4 separate regions of the Mus musculus genome follow, and regions 2, 3 and 4 are each linked to region 1. Evidence: chromatin contacts called from public promoter capture Hi-C data. All regions are on one chromosome and are shown on one strand. Each heading gives the region's core, a stretch centred on a gene start, on an enhancer-like site or on the middle of the called end of the contact. The rest is flanking DNA. Distances are from core to core; before and after follow the strand shown. Region 1 overlaps Atp6v1e1 (ATPase, H+ transporting, lysosomal V1 subunit E1). Region 2 holds the start of Il17ra (interleukin 17 receptor A). Region 3 overlaps Kdm5a (lysine (K)-specific demethylase 5A). Region 4 overlaps Mical3 (microtubule associated monooxygenase, calponin and LIM domain containing 3).

Region 1 (2,700 bases), core at 118-2,617:
GCCTCTGCCTCCCAAGTGCTGGGATTAAAGGCGTGCACCACCACGCCCGGCCCGAGATGGCTATTCTTGCAGAGGTTTGATTTCCAGCACCTACAGTGCTGGCTCACAACTCTCTGTAGCTCCAATTCTAGGGAGTCTGACTCCAAAGGTACCAGGTGTGCACATGACACACTGACTTACGTACAGGCAAAGAATCCATACTTTTTTTTGTTTTGTTTTTCGAGACCGGAATCCATACATTTAAAGAGAAATTCACAAGGACAACGCATGAGAAAAATTTTCCTTTGAGATAGGATCTTAACCCTGAGGCCCAAGCTGGCCTCAACCCCGCTATGCTCTGCACCCATTAAGACCGCCGTTCTATGTGAGATCCAGGGTCATTAGAACCCAGGCTGGCCTTACCCAAACATTCTTCCTGCCTCCACCTTCTCAGTGCCCATGTCACAGGGGGTGCCACTGTGCCTGCAGACCTCTGATGTTTCCATTTGTAAGAAGCTTGTGCGGTCACAGCAAGCGGCGACACAGCTGGATCCTGCCAGGCTCTAACCCTAACTCGAGATGGCACTGCTGAGCTACGAGCTCGCTTCCAGTAGGCTTTTCTTTCCCAACAGGCCGCAATACTTTCTGAATGACAGTTTTCTTGTTAAATGGAGCCTACACTCTTTCATACTATGTACTTTGTTTATGATACTGTCCACTAAATAAAACATCATCAAAAAAACATTTCTTTTTGAGACAGGGTTTCTCTGTGTAACCCTGGCTGTCCTAGAACTCTGTAGACCAGGCTGGCCTGGAACTCAAGAGATGCCCCTGCCCCTGCCTCCTGAGTGCTGAGATTAAAGGGGTTATTTTTTTTAAATTGAGAGCAGGCCTGGCTCTTGGTTTCACAATCTGGCCTTGTATTCAGCCCCTCCCTCGTGTACTCTATGCCTTGCTTCTTGCTGTTGTATGATCTAATCCTGTTTTACATGCCATTAGGTTAGAGTTCACCAAACTCAAGGACAGACTGCTATCATGCTTGTCTATTGTTAATATCTAGTACTATGATCTGCTGAACAAATGTTATTCTCTCTACAGAGTCCCTAAACGTGAGCTTGGTGGCATATGCTTGTAACCCTGCACTAGGACTCAGGCTATAGAGGGTCAAGGTTCAGAACAACTGCGTACTGAGACACTTTCACAAATGCAAGCAAGCAAACAAAAAGTGCCAACCCAACCAAACACAAAAGCAACACAACACCCCATTATCTGTAAATGTTACCTAGTGAGCACGAGAATAAGCATTTTCTAGTTTCACAGCTACTGGGAGCTACTCACAGTGATGAGGTCATCCCTTGCTCTGAGGACTTTGAGCCTTGCTTGATTCATCAAGTTGGACATCTGACTATAAAAGGGATGGAAGAATATCAATACAACATAAAAAACAATGACTACAGACACACACACAGCTTTCCGTGTTAGAGCAAAGGGCCTTGATAAACAATAAATAACCTTCAGGTGACCCTGTGAGGTTTCCATGTTCCCTCTGCAATTTGGTTCTTGCTTTTGAGACAAGGTCTCACTGTGCAGCTCTGGCTGGCCTGGAACTCTGCTGGTTTGCAGGAGCACACCACATGCCCAGCTTTCTTTCATCTGTTTACTTTGGCGATAAGGTCTAGCTGTGGACCCTGTTTGTTCTTGCCATTTGTAAACTTATGATCGTCCGGTCTCAGACACTAGCTACCCACCCAGCTGAGGTTTCTGTTCCACAGTGTTCTCTTGTCTCCAGCGTTTTGAACTTTCCTTTGGGTGAAGAGCAGATCTCAGGGAATGGAGTCTGGGGTCCTGCACAGGTAAGCAAGGACTGTCGCACTGACCTACTCCCTGTGGCCTGGTTTCATTGACTTAAAGCTCAATGACTGAGGACGTAGCTCAGCGGGTTGTCCAACACCAGGCCCTAGTTCTGATCCCTAGCACTGCCTAAGTCACTTATGGCGGCGTATGCCCGTCATCCCAGTTGGAAGGTGGAGGCAGTAGGACCAGCAAGTTCAGGCCAGCCTGGGCTACAACATCCCAGCTTCTTTAGTTCAGTGGGCTAGCCACCATGCACTTACATTTTCTTCTGCTGCTCAATCTGCTTTTCTTTCTTCTCGTAGTATTCCATAATCTTCAGTCTTTGCGTTTGCACAAGGCGACCTTTCTCAATGTTGAACTCTTCTTCTGCCTATGGAAAGTTAACAGACTTGATTACACTGGACTGGGCTGACCCTTGTATTTGTATCTCCCAGGAACCAGGAATACTGTCATATGTTCACTTAGCCCTTATCTGAAACAGAAAATCTATTGCAACACAAAAATAGTCCTCAAAGACTACTTGAGGTTCTTTTGTTTGTTTTGTTCTCGATTTTTCAAGACAAGGTTTCTCTATGTAGCTCTAGCTTTCCTGGAACTCTCATTCTGTAAACCAGGTTGGCTTCAAACTCAGAGACCCACCTGCTTCTGCCTCTGCCTCCCAAGAACTAGGATTAAAGTCCGTGCCACTGCATTGGCATGTTTTTTGAAATGTGTATGCCATGTGTACACAAGTGCTTATGGAGGCCAGAGGACAATATTGGATCCCCTGGGGCTAAAGTTACAGGTGGCCCTGGGCCATCAATACAGGTGCTAGGAACCAAACCCTGGTCCTCTGTAACAACAGTAATGCTCTTAGCCGGTGAACCA
Region 2 (2,700 bases), core at 91-2,590, 340 kb before region 1:
TCAGAATCTTTGTCTTGGTCTCATTCTTCTCTAGTCATCATTCCTATCCAACCCCAGCTTTCCTTTCGGGAACCCAGTTCTCCGTGGCCGCTGGCGACTACACCTCCCGAGATGGGAATCAGCTCCCAAGAACCTTGGTAATAAAGAGAGAGCCCCTTGTTGGGTCTGAGAAAATAGCCAAAGGGTTTCAGTAAGACAAAAGTTTCCTTCTGCAAAACGGTGTACAGCCGTGTCTTACTGAGCGCATAAGCGCATCCAGTGAGAGTCGCGCTTGGTTTTATTCCCAACGTTAAGGGGTCCTGTGCCTTACTCCAGGTGGTCAGATCGTGGCCTCACATTCTTAGATGTTGCGGTTGATACCCAGAATGCAGTTTTTAGCAGCGGTGCAACCATGAGCACATATTTTCATTACAAGAAGTGTTAGTCTTGGAGAAATTTGAATTCCTAGTGGCTTCTTTGAATTTTTTTTTTCTCTCCAGGGGGTTCTAGAGGGCATCCCCAGGCCTTGTCAGAGACTCTGTCCGTTGTACTGCTCAGTCCCCCATCCTTCCACGCCTCTGCCCTCAGCCTGGCCTCAAACCTTCCTATGCTGTGTACCTTACCCAGCCAAACTGCACTCGGCGAGGCCACAGTGAGGCTCCTTGAAAGAGCTGGCTGTCTACACAGGCTGTCTCCGTTTCCCTCCTCTGATCCACTTTTAACCCTTCATACTTAGCAATGCTACCCCCCCCCCCCCACACACACACATCTCTGTTACAGAATGCCGTGTTTGCTTTAGTCCAGCCATGAGGTGACTAATTCACTGTCCAGGGTTTTGTTTTGTTTTGTTGGGTTTTTGTTTTGTTTTGTTTTGTTTTGTTTTTGAGTGTGCAAATGTATGATTCAACGCTGAAAGGGAAAAAATATAGTTTCATGGACTTGCTATATGAGACTTAAGCTACATGATCTGGCCATCAAAAACTAGAACTTTGTAGAAAAAACAAAAAAAACAAAAACGAGAAATAAGCATTACGACGATGCGATGGGCTTGTTTCTCCATAAAAACTGAAAGGGAGATTGAGCAAACAAACTCCTTGGAGTCCCGAGTCGGAAATTAGACTAAAATGATGAAACAGATCAGTGTAAACCGGGAGGGTACGATGGCGAGGACAGTCATAGCTCCACAGCAAGTTGACAGCGGGGCTCGGCTCCTTAAAACGGGTTCCTGGGCTCCTATCTTACTTAGCTGAGCAACATCCAAGGAGAGCCAAAGAGGCCAGGAGCACACCTGGGCCAAGGCGGAGGCGGGGCCAGAGGAAGGACAGCCCCCACCCAAGCCCCGCCCCGAGCGGCCCGCCCTCGGGGGAGCCGGAAGCGGGACAGAGGAGGCCGTGTGAAGCCGACGAGCGCCAGTCCTCGGCCGGGAAAGCCATCGCGGGCCCTCGCTGTCGCGCGGAGCCAGCTGCGAGCGCTCCGCGACCGGGCCGAGGGCTATGGCGATTCGGCGCTGCTGGCCACGGGTCGTCCCCGGGCCCGCGCTGGGATGGCTGCTTCTGCTGCTGAACGTTCTGGCCCCGGGCCGCGCCTCCCCGCGCCTCCTCGACTTCCCGGCTCCGGTCTGCGCGCAGGAGGTGAGAGAAGCCGGGCGGAGCGGGGATGCCCGGGCCGTCGGGGGTGGTGGAGAGGACGGCGGAGGGTGGTGAAGAGGTGTCAGAGGGGCGGGCGTCGGGAGGGCCGTCGGGAGTGCGGAGGGCTGTCAAAGGTGCTGAGAGCCGTCGCGAGTGCGAAGGGGCGGACGGCCCAGGCTCTGGCGGGCCCGGGGAGGCTGAAAGTCCGCCCTAGGGGCTCGGAGGACGGTCCCGGGCATGGGCGCAGCGTGGAGGCGCGCTGGCAGCGACTCCGGGAGTGGAGTCGCGGTGAGGGGGAGTTCTAGGGAAACTACGCGGGCGGCGGAGTCACTGGTAGCGCGAGGCGGGGTGACAATTCCGTCTGGGCCTCGGAATTGGAAGATGGAGGCACCAGAGGCTGGCAGCTCGGGATGGACATGGACCTAACCTTGGCAGGAGCTGAAATAATCTGGACTGGCCCCTAACTCCTTGCTTCCTGAGCAGTCAATCCTCCAGCTCTCCCATGCTCAGGTGCCCCAGCCTGGCCTCGGGGGTCCCCACAGGTTGGGTAGTGCGGGCGAGCCCAGTGCCCAGGGGAATCAAACAGGATGTGGGTTGAAAGATGCCGTCCATCCCATCTTTTTTTCACCACCACGTGTGTCCCAGAACCGAGCCTGCCAAAATTGAGTTAACATGTGTGGAAGTCTGCCAGTTTGTTACTGCCAGGGAGGACCACCCCACCCCCACGCCCCGCTGCGCTCTTAGGAAACTGACACACCCCTGGCGGTTGAACCTTACTTACTGTCAAAACAAAGCATAACAAAAAAACAGCGAACCTGTGCAAAACCTAGTGTCTGTTCCACGCATAAACTTTCCTCCCTGTCTCCCTTCAAGCCTTCTCTTCCTCCACTGGTTTTTCCAGCCCCTTCCCCTCCACTTCCACAGCTGACCCCAGGAACTGTGTCCAGTCGCTGAGTCGGAGGATATGAAACAAAAGGATAGTTCTTATCTAATTTTGTAGATTTACCAAAAGAGGGTGGGGAGAGGGTGACTATTTTTACTGGAAAAACTGTGTTTTTTAAAAAAGTCTGAGGGCTGCTGGGAAATGTCATAG
Region 3 (2,700 bases), core at 6-2,505, 430 kb before region 1:
TTAACCAGTTATGAGTCTTGGTATTATCCACCACACACTGTAGAAAGAAGCTTTTCTGGTCAAAGAGGATAACAGCACTATTATATGATCATAAATACTTAAAATCCAGTTTGACAGGCATATCTTGACTATTTAGCAAAATAGCAGTAAATTTCTCACCAGGGACTATCACTTTTCCAGTCACTGACTTTTTGATTATGTGTATAGTATCAAAGATGACTTCCCTTCTGTGAAATAGACCTCAAATCCAAGAAGTGACTGGTTAGCTGCCAGTATATACTAGTGGACCCATTGTGTCTGTCAAGTTAGTAGTGCACCATTCAGGTTAGCTTAAACTTTTTTGTGAATCTTGAATGTTTTTTTTTTCCCCCTCACTGACTGTCTTAGGGTTTACTGCTGTGAGCACACACTATGACCAAGGCAACTCCTATAAGGACAACATATAATTGGGGATGGCTTATAGGTTCAGAGGTTCAGTTCATTATCACCAAGGCAGAAACATGGCAGCATCCAGGCAGGCATGGTACAGGCAGAGCTGAGAGTTCTACATCTTCATCTGAAGGCTGCTAGCAGAATACTTGACTAACATGCAGCTAGGATAAGGGTCTTAAAGCCCACGCTCATGGTGGCACAACTACTCCAACAAGGCCACACCTCCTAATAGTGTTACTTCCTGGGCCAAACATATACAAACCCAACACATTCCACTCCCTGGCCCCCATAGGCTGAGTCTATGGGGGCCATATCTAGCAGTAGCAATATAAAAGGACATTTAGTCCAACTTCAGAAGTCCTCATAGTCTATAGCAGTCTCAACACTGTTAAAAGTTCAAAGTCTTTTCTGAGATCCATCCATTCACTTAGCTATAATCCCCAAATCAAGACAGGAAACCAGCTGGGCAAACTCTAAACTCTGTATCTCCATTTCTGATGTCAAAAGGATCTCCAACTCCTTTGTTGACTGAAACAAATTTATAATCCTGGGCTGGTTCCACTCCCTGTTAGCAGCATTCCTCAGCAGATATCCTATGGCTTTGGCATCTCGAAAATTTTGGAAACACAGCTTCTTTGTGCTCTCAACAAACATTTCCCAGAAGATTTCACCTCAGTGATACTGGTCTCTTCTTAATCCTTGCTAATTTCTTAGCTCTAGCTAACCAGTGTCAATTGTCCCAGTAGTCCCTTTTATTTTTCACTCTAAAGCCAGAGCCACATTGCCAAAGCTGCTGAGTTCCGCTGTTTACAGGAGCTGGACTATGACCCCCTTGTTCTATTATATTATCACTAGCTTCCTGTTTTCCAACTCCTTCACTGCCTAAGCTTGTATCCTGGATCTTGGTCTATAATTGACCTTGAACTCAGAGATCTGTATGCCTGTCTCCAGGGATTAAAGGTGCCTCCCACCGTGCTTGGATCTAAATTTTAGTTGGGTAGGATCTTGTCCTGTAGTCCCATTCCCTTAATTTGTTATCTCCTAGAACACAGGATTCAGCTCCATTTCACTTCCTGGTGCCACATTAATACTCAAACCATATATTTTATATTTTTCCTTTCTAAGCTTGCTACACTTGTTCAAGATGCTCTTCATGAGAACAAAGTCTCTGCTGGGCTATTTTGAGACTTCCTTTGTCAGTGCAATTAATACAAATCTCTTTACTTTAAGGCTGGGTGTGATAGCACACACCTTTGATCCCAGCACTTGGGAGGCAGAGGCAGGTGAATTTCTGAGTTTGAGGCCAGCCTGGTCTACAGAGTGAGTTCCACAGAAACCCTGCCTCCAAAATAAACAAAACACAAAACAAAACAAAAAATCTCTTTACTTTAACCTCATGTAGACTTTTCAGACAAGGGCAGAAAGCAGTCACCAAAATACCACAAAAATAGTCTGTACGCCACATACTGGAATTTTTCTCCACTGAAACCTCTTGGGCTTGGTCTGCACAGTTCACATCACTCTCAGCAACAAAACAAAGTCTTCCATATTCCTACTAGGATAACCCATTGAGCTCCACTTAAACATTATACTGCTGTCTAAATCCAAAGTTCCCAAATCCACATTCTTTTTTTTTTTTTTAAGATTTATTTATTATTATATGTAAGTACACTGTAGCTGTCTTCAGACAATCCAGAAGAGGGAGTCAGATCTTGTTACGGATGGTTGTGAGCCACCATGTGGTTGCTTGGATTTGAACCCTGGACCTTCGGAAGAGCAGTCGGGTGCTCTTACCCACTGAGCCATCTCACCAGCCCCCAAATCCACATTCTTAAGACAAAAGCATGGTCAGGCCTATCACAGCAATACCCTAGTACCAACTTCTTTCTTAGGGTTTTACTGCTGTGAACAGACACCATGACCAAGGCAACTTCTATAAAGACAACACATAATTGGGACTGGCTTACAGGTTCAGAGGTTCAGTTCATTATCAAGGCAGGAACATGGCGCCATCCAGGCAGGCATGATGCAGGAGTAGCTGAGAGTTCTACATCTTCATCTGAAGGCTGCTAGCTGAATGCTTCCAGGCAGCTAATTGTAAGGATCTTAAAGCCCACATCCACAGTAATACACTACTCCAACAAGGCCACACCTCCTAATAGTGCCATTTCCTGGGCCAAGCATATACAAATCATCACACATACCTTCTGGAACTGGAATTACAGAGAGTTGTGGCTGCCATGTAGGTGCTGGGAACTGAATGCATGT
Region 4 (2,700 bases), core at 46-2,545, 290 kb after region 1:
GTCTGTCTGTCTGTGTGCGTGTCTGTCTCTCTCTCTCTCTCTCTTTCTGTGTGTGTGTGTAGACCAGGCTGGCCTTGAGCTCAAGAGATCCACCTGCCTCCACCTCCAGAGAACTGGGATTAAAGGCGTGTGCCACCACTGCCCAGCTTGGGTTTGGTCTATCTAAAGTAGCAGAAAGAGAATCATTTTGGCCCAAGTCCAAAATGTTAGGATCCCGCCCCCCACATACTTTATTTCCAAAGCAAATTACTGACACTTACTGATAGTTTCTGCTTCTCAGACAAAGCCTGGAGAGGGCACATCTTAGAGAAGATCATGTTCCATACTGAGATGCAATGAAAGAGAACAGAGAAAACTACGCCAGCTCTCAGGTGCACATAGTTCCCTATGGAGTGGCATCCCGGCGAAGCGGGAAGCGACAGCAGGAGCCATGTGAGAACTCAGCGGTTCTCAACCTGTGTGTCTGTGTGTCGCAACCTCCATGGAGTCGATTATCAGAAATCTACATCATTATTCACGACAGTAGTAAAATTAGTTATGAAGTAGCAGCAAAGATAATTTTATAGCTGGGGGTCACCACTATAAAAGGCCGTGTATTAAAGGGTTGCAGCATTAGGAAGATGGGGAACCACCGCTCAAGTTCAAGACAGTAATAGCAGGTGACCCTCCCTCTAGGCTGCTGCTTGTCATGGCGGGACCAGTGAGTAGTAGGTGGGATACAGGAGAATCAATCCTGCCATTAGGATTGTTAGCATCCACTCCTGTGATGAGCGTCTCTCCGAGGATGGCAGCCATCTAGCAAGAACAGCTACGGGAGGCACAGTAGCGTCAGAAACAATCAGACTACAGTTCCACATCCATGCTAAGTGCCCTAGCGCTCTGTACCGTGGCCAAGGAGCACTGTCTTATCTTTTGATAAATCTGCACTGAGGCATTTTGAATAGAGAGGCACAATGAATGGTAAAGTAACCGGAGCAAACGGGAACAATGAGATCTAATACATACATCTAGATAGCAGGCAGTGGGACTCTCTACTGCTTGCTGCTCTTGTGGCTTCTCCTGACTGGGAAGCGTTGACAAAAGACCCGCCCCCCAAATAACTCCAAGGGCAGCCCCAACCAAGTTACAGCAGGTCCTATTTTGCAGTGCACCTAAAACCAGGGTAGCAAAAGAAGCTGACAGGCAAGGAGGCATGCGCAGGGTGACGTCAGAGAGGCACCTGGCAGCACAGACAGGACTCTGCTCCCCCTGGGCTTTCCCCAGCAGTGGCACATGCTCTTGGCACATGGAAATAGAGCCAGCTTTACCAATTGGGTCCGGAAGCACCTACTCAGCAGCTCCTGCCTTGCCTGGGCTCCTCCCTCTCCTCCCTGCTATCTAATCAGAATCCTCTTTCCAAAGGGTCTCTGGCATCAGGTCCCTTCCTCTTTATCTTCAATGCCAACATCCTGGCCCAGTCCTTTGTCATGTTACATCTGATTCCCCAACCCCCACTCCCTAGACAGGGTTTCTCTGTATAGTCTTGGCTGTCTGGAATTCACTCTATAGACCAGGCTGGCCTTGAACTCAGCGATCGGACTGCCTCTGCCTCCCAAGTGCTGGGATTGAAGGTGTGCGCCACCTCTGCTGGGCTACATCTGAATTATTACCAACTGCTGGGGGTGGACAAACTCCAACCAGTGGCCAAATCCAACCTCCAAGTAAGACGCTTTTTTTAAAATATATTTCAAGGATTGAGGGAAACCCAGACAAGACTCATTCTATAATTGATGAAAGTTACATAAAAATTCCTATTTCATAAATTACAGCGTCAATGGCCTATAGCCATGCCCACCGGCTCTGCATTATCTCCAACACCTTTCACAATATTCCTGAAAGGCTGTCTCTGGGTATGGGTGTGGGAGTGGGGGACTCCCAGTGACATGCAGTCCTGCCCCAGCTGCATGTGGTGGGAAATCACCTCAGTACAGAAGCAGAAGGTTGACAGGGGTGGGGGCTTTACTGAGACAGCTTTTGAGAGGCCATTACCCACACTGAAATGGAACTATATAGTGATGCCACTGTTTTGAGATGACCCATATTCCTATAGTAAACCCAGTGTACTCCCAAGACGACACAGAGAGCTTTCTTGAGTGGGTCGTTGCCTCTCTATCTGGAGACAGTCAGAGTCTGTCAGACAGTGTCACAAAGACAGAGTGGAGGAGCTGCACCAGAGAGCACCCAGCTCCCAGAAATGAGAATGCTCCCTTCAGAAAGTGACTCCTTCCACAACAATCTTGCTCTCCCATCTCTCCCCCTTTACCTGACTTTCAACATGATTTCCACGCTGTTACTCAGGGCGAATCCCACCTCCATAAACTGTCTATAGAGTGCGATGAGGCAAACCCAGGCCCTGGGGACAGACGGGCTCCGTGTGCTTGCTCATGGCTGCTCTCATCTTTTAGAAAGCTCTTCTCAGCTGGCCACTAGCCTGCCTTTCAAGGCTCTGGGAAGAACTCCTGGCTCCCTTTCCTCAGCTCCTATGGCACCTACATTTACACTCGCTCATCACGGCTCTTGCTCTTACCACACTGCAAGGGAGTCATCTATTTGTGTGTCTGTCTCCCTGGCTACACCAAGATTCCACAGGGAGAGAAACGCATCTTACTCACCTCCAAGCACCCAGGCAGAGCCTACCACAGTGGTTCAGACTCACTGGTA

Evidence for each region. Promoter capture Hi-C pulls out the DNA fragments that hold promoters and counts their contacts. Capture Hi-C pulls out chosen DNA fragments and counts their contacts.
Region 2: a contact with region 1 is called in a promoter capture Hi-C map of liver, with 2.6 times the contacts expected there. The contact joins the promoter of Il17ra here to the enhancer-like site in region 1. A contact is called at or near these places in 1 of 39 promoter capture datasets (liver), 1 of 115 datasets of contacts at active chromatin or transcription factors (bone marrow-derived macrophages) and 2 of 9 other capture datasets (embryonic stem cells and liver).
Region 3: a promoter capture Hi-C map of liver shows a contact between it and region 1. The contact joins two enhancer-like sites. A contact is called at or near these places in 3 of 39 promoter capture datasets (the C10 cell line, cranial neural crest and liver), 1 of 484 Hi-C or Micro-C datasets (pre-B cells) and 2 of 9 other capture datasets (liver and pancreatic islet).
Region 4: a promoter capture Hi-C map of pancreatic islet shows a contact between it and region 1. The contact joins two enhancer-like sites. A contact is called at or near these places in 2 of 115 datasets of contacts at active chromatin or transcription factors (memory CD8 T cells and pancreatic cancer cells) and 2 of 9 other capture datasets (liver and pancreatic islet).

What each region holds. Positions count from the first base shown.
Region 1 is chr6:120,806,269-120,808,968 of GRCm38.p6, forward strand. It overlaps Atp6v1e1 (ATPase, H+ transporting, lysosomal V1 subunit E1), which reads right to left. Exons shown (of 9, transcript NM_007510.3): 3 at 2,094-2,203; 4 at 1,318-1,384. Among named protein-coding and RNA genes, the nearest start is that of Atp6v1e1, 15 kb to the right of the region's middle. Within about 2 kb of position 1,368, at least 24 of the 459 cell types and tissues checked have an H3K27ac peak or open chromatin away from gene starts, as enhancers often do. A contact at or near this core is called in liver and pancreatic islet, where this site is marked.
Region 2 is chr6:120,461,857-120,464,556 of GRCm38.p6, forward strand. It overlaps Il17ra (interleukin 17 receptor A), which reads left to right and starts at 1,341. Exons shown (of 13, transcript NM_008359.2): 1 at 1,341-1,610. The coding sequence starts at 1,473.
Region 3 is chr6:120,375,661-120,378,360 of GRCm38.p6, forward strand. All of the region lies in intron 4 of Kdm5a (lysine (K)-specific demethylase 5A), which reads left to right. Among named protein-coding and RNA genes, the nearest start is that of Gm24592, 4.1 kb to the right of the region's middle. Within about 2 kb of position 1,256, at least 14 of the 459 cell types and tissues checked have an H3K27ac peak or open chromatin away from gene starts, as enhancers often do. A contact at or near this core is called in liver, where this site is marked.
Region 4 is chr6:121,097,451-121,100,150 of GRCm38.p6, forward strand. All of the region lies in intron 1 of Mical3 (microtubule associated monooxygenase, calponin and LIM domain containing 3), which reads right to left. Among named protein-coding and RNA genes, the nearest start is that of Mical3, 32 kb to the right of the region's middle. Within about 2 kb of position 1,296, at least 45 of the 459 cell types and tissues checked have an H3K27ac peak or open chromatin away from gene starts, as enhancers often do. A contact at or near this core is called in liver and pancreatic islet, where this site is marked.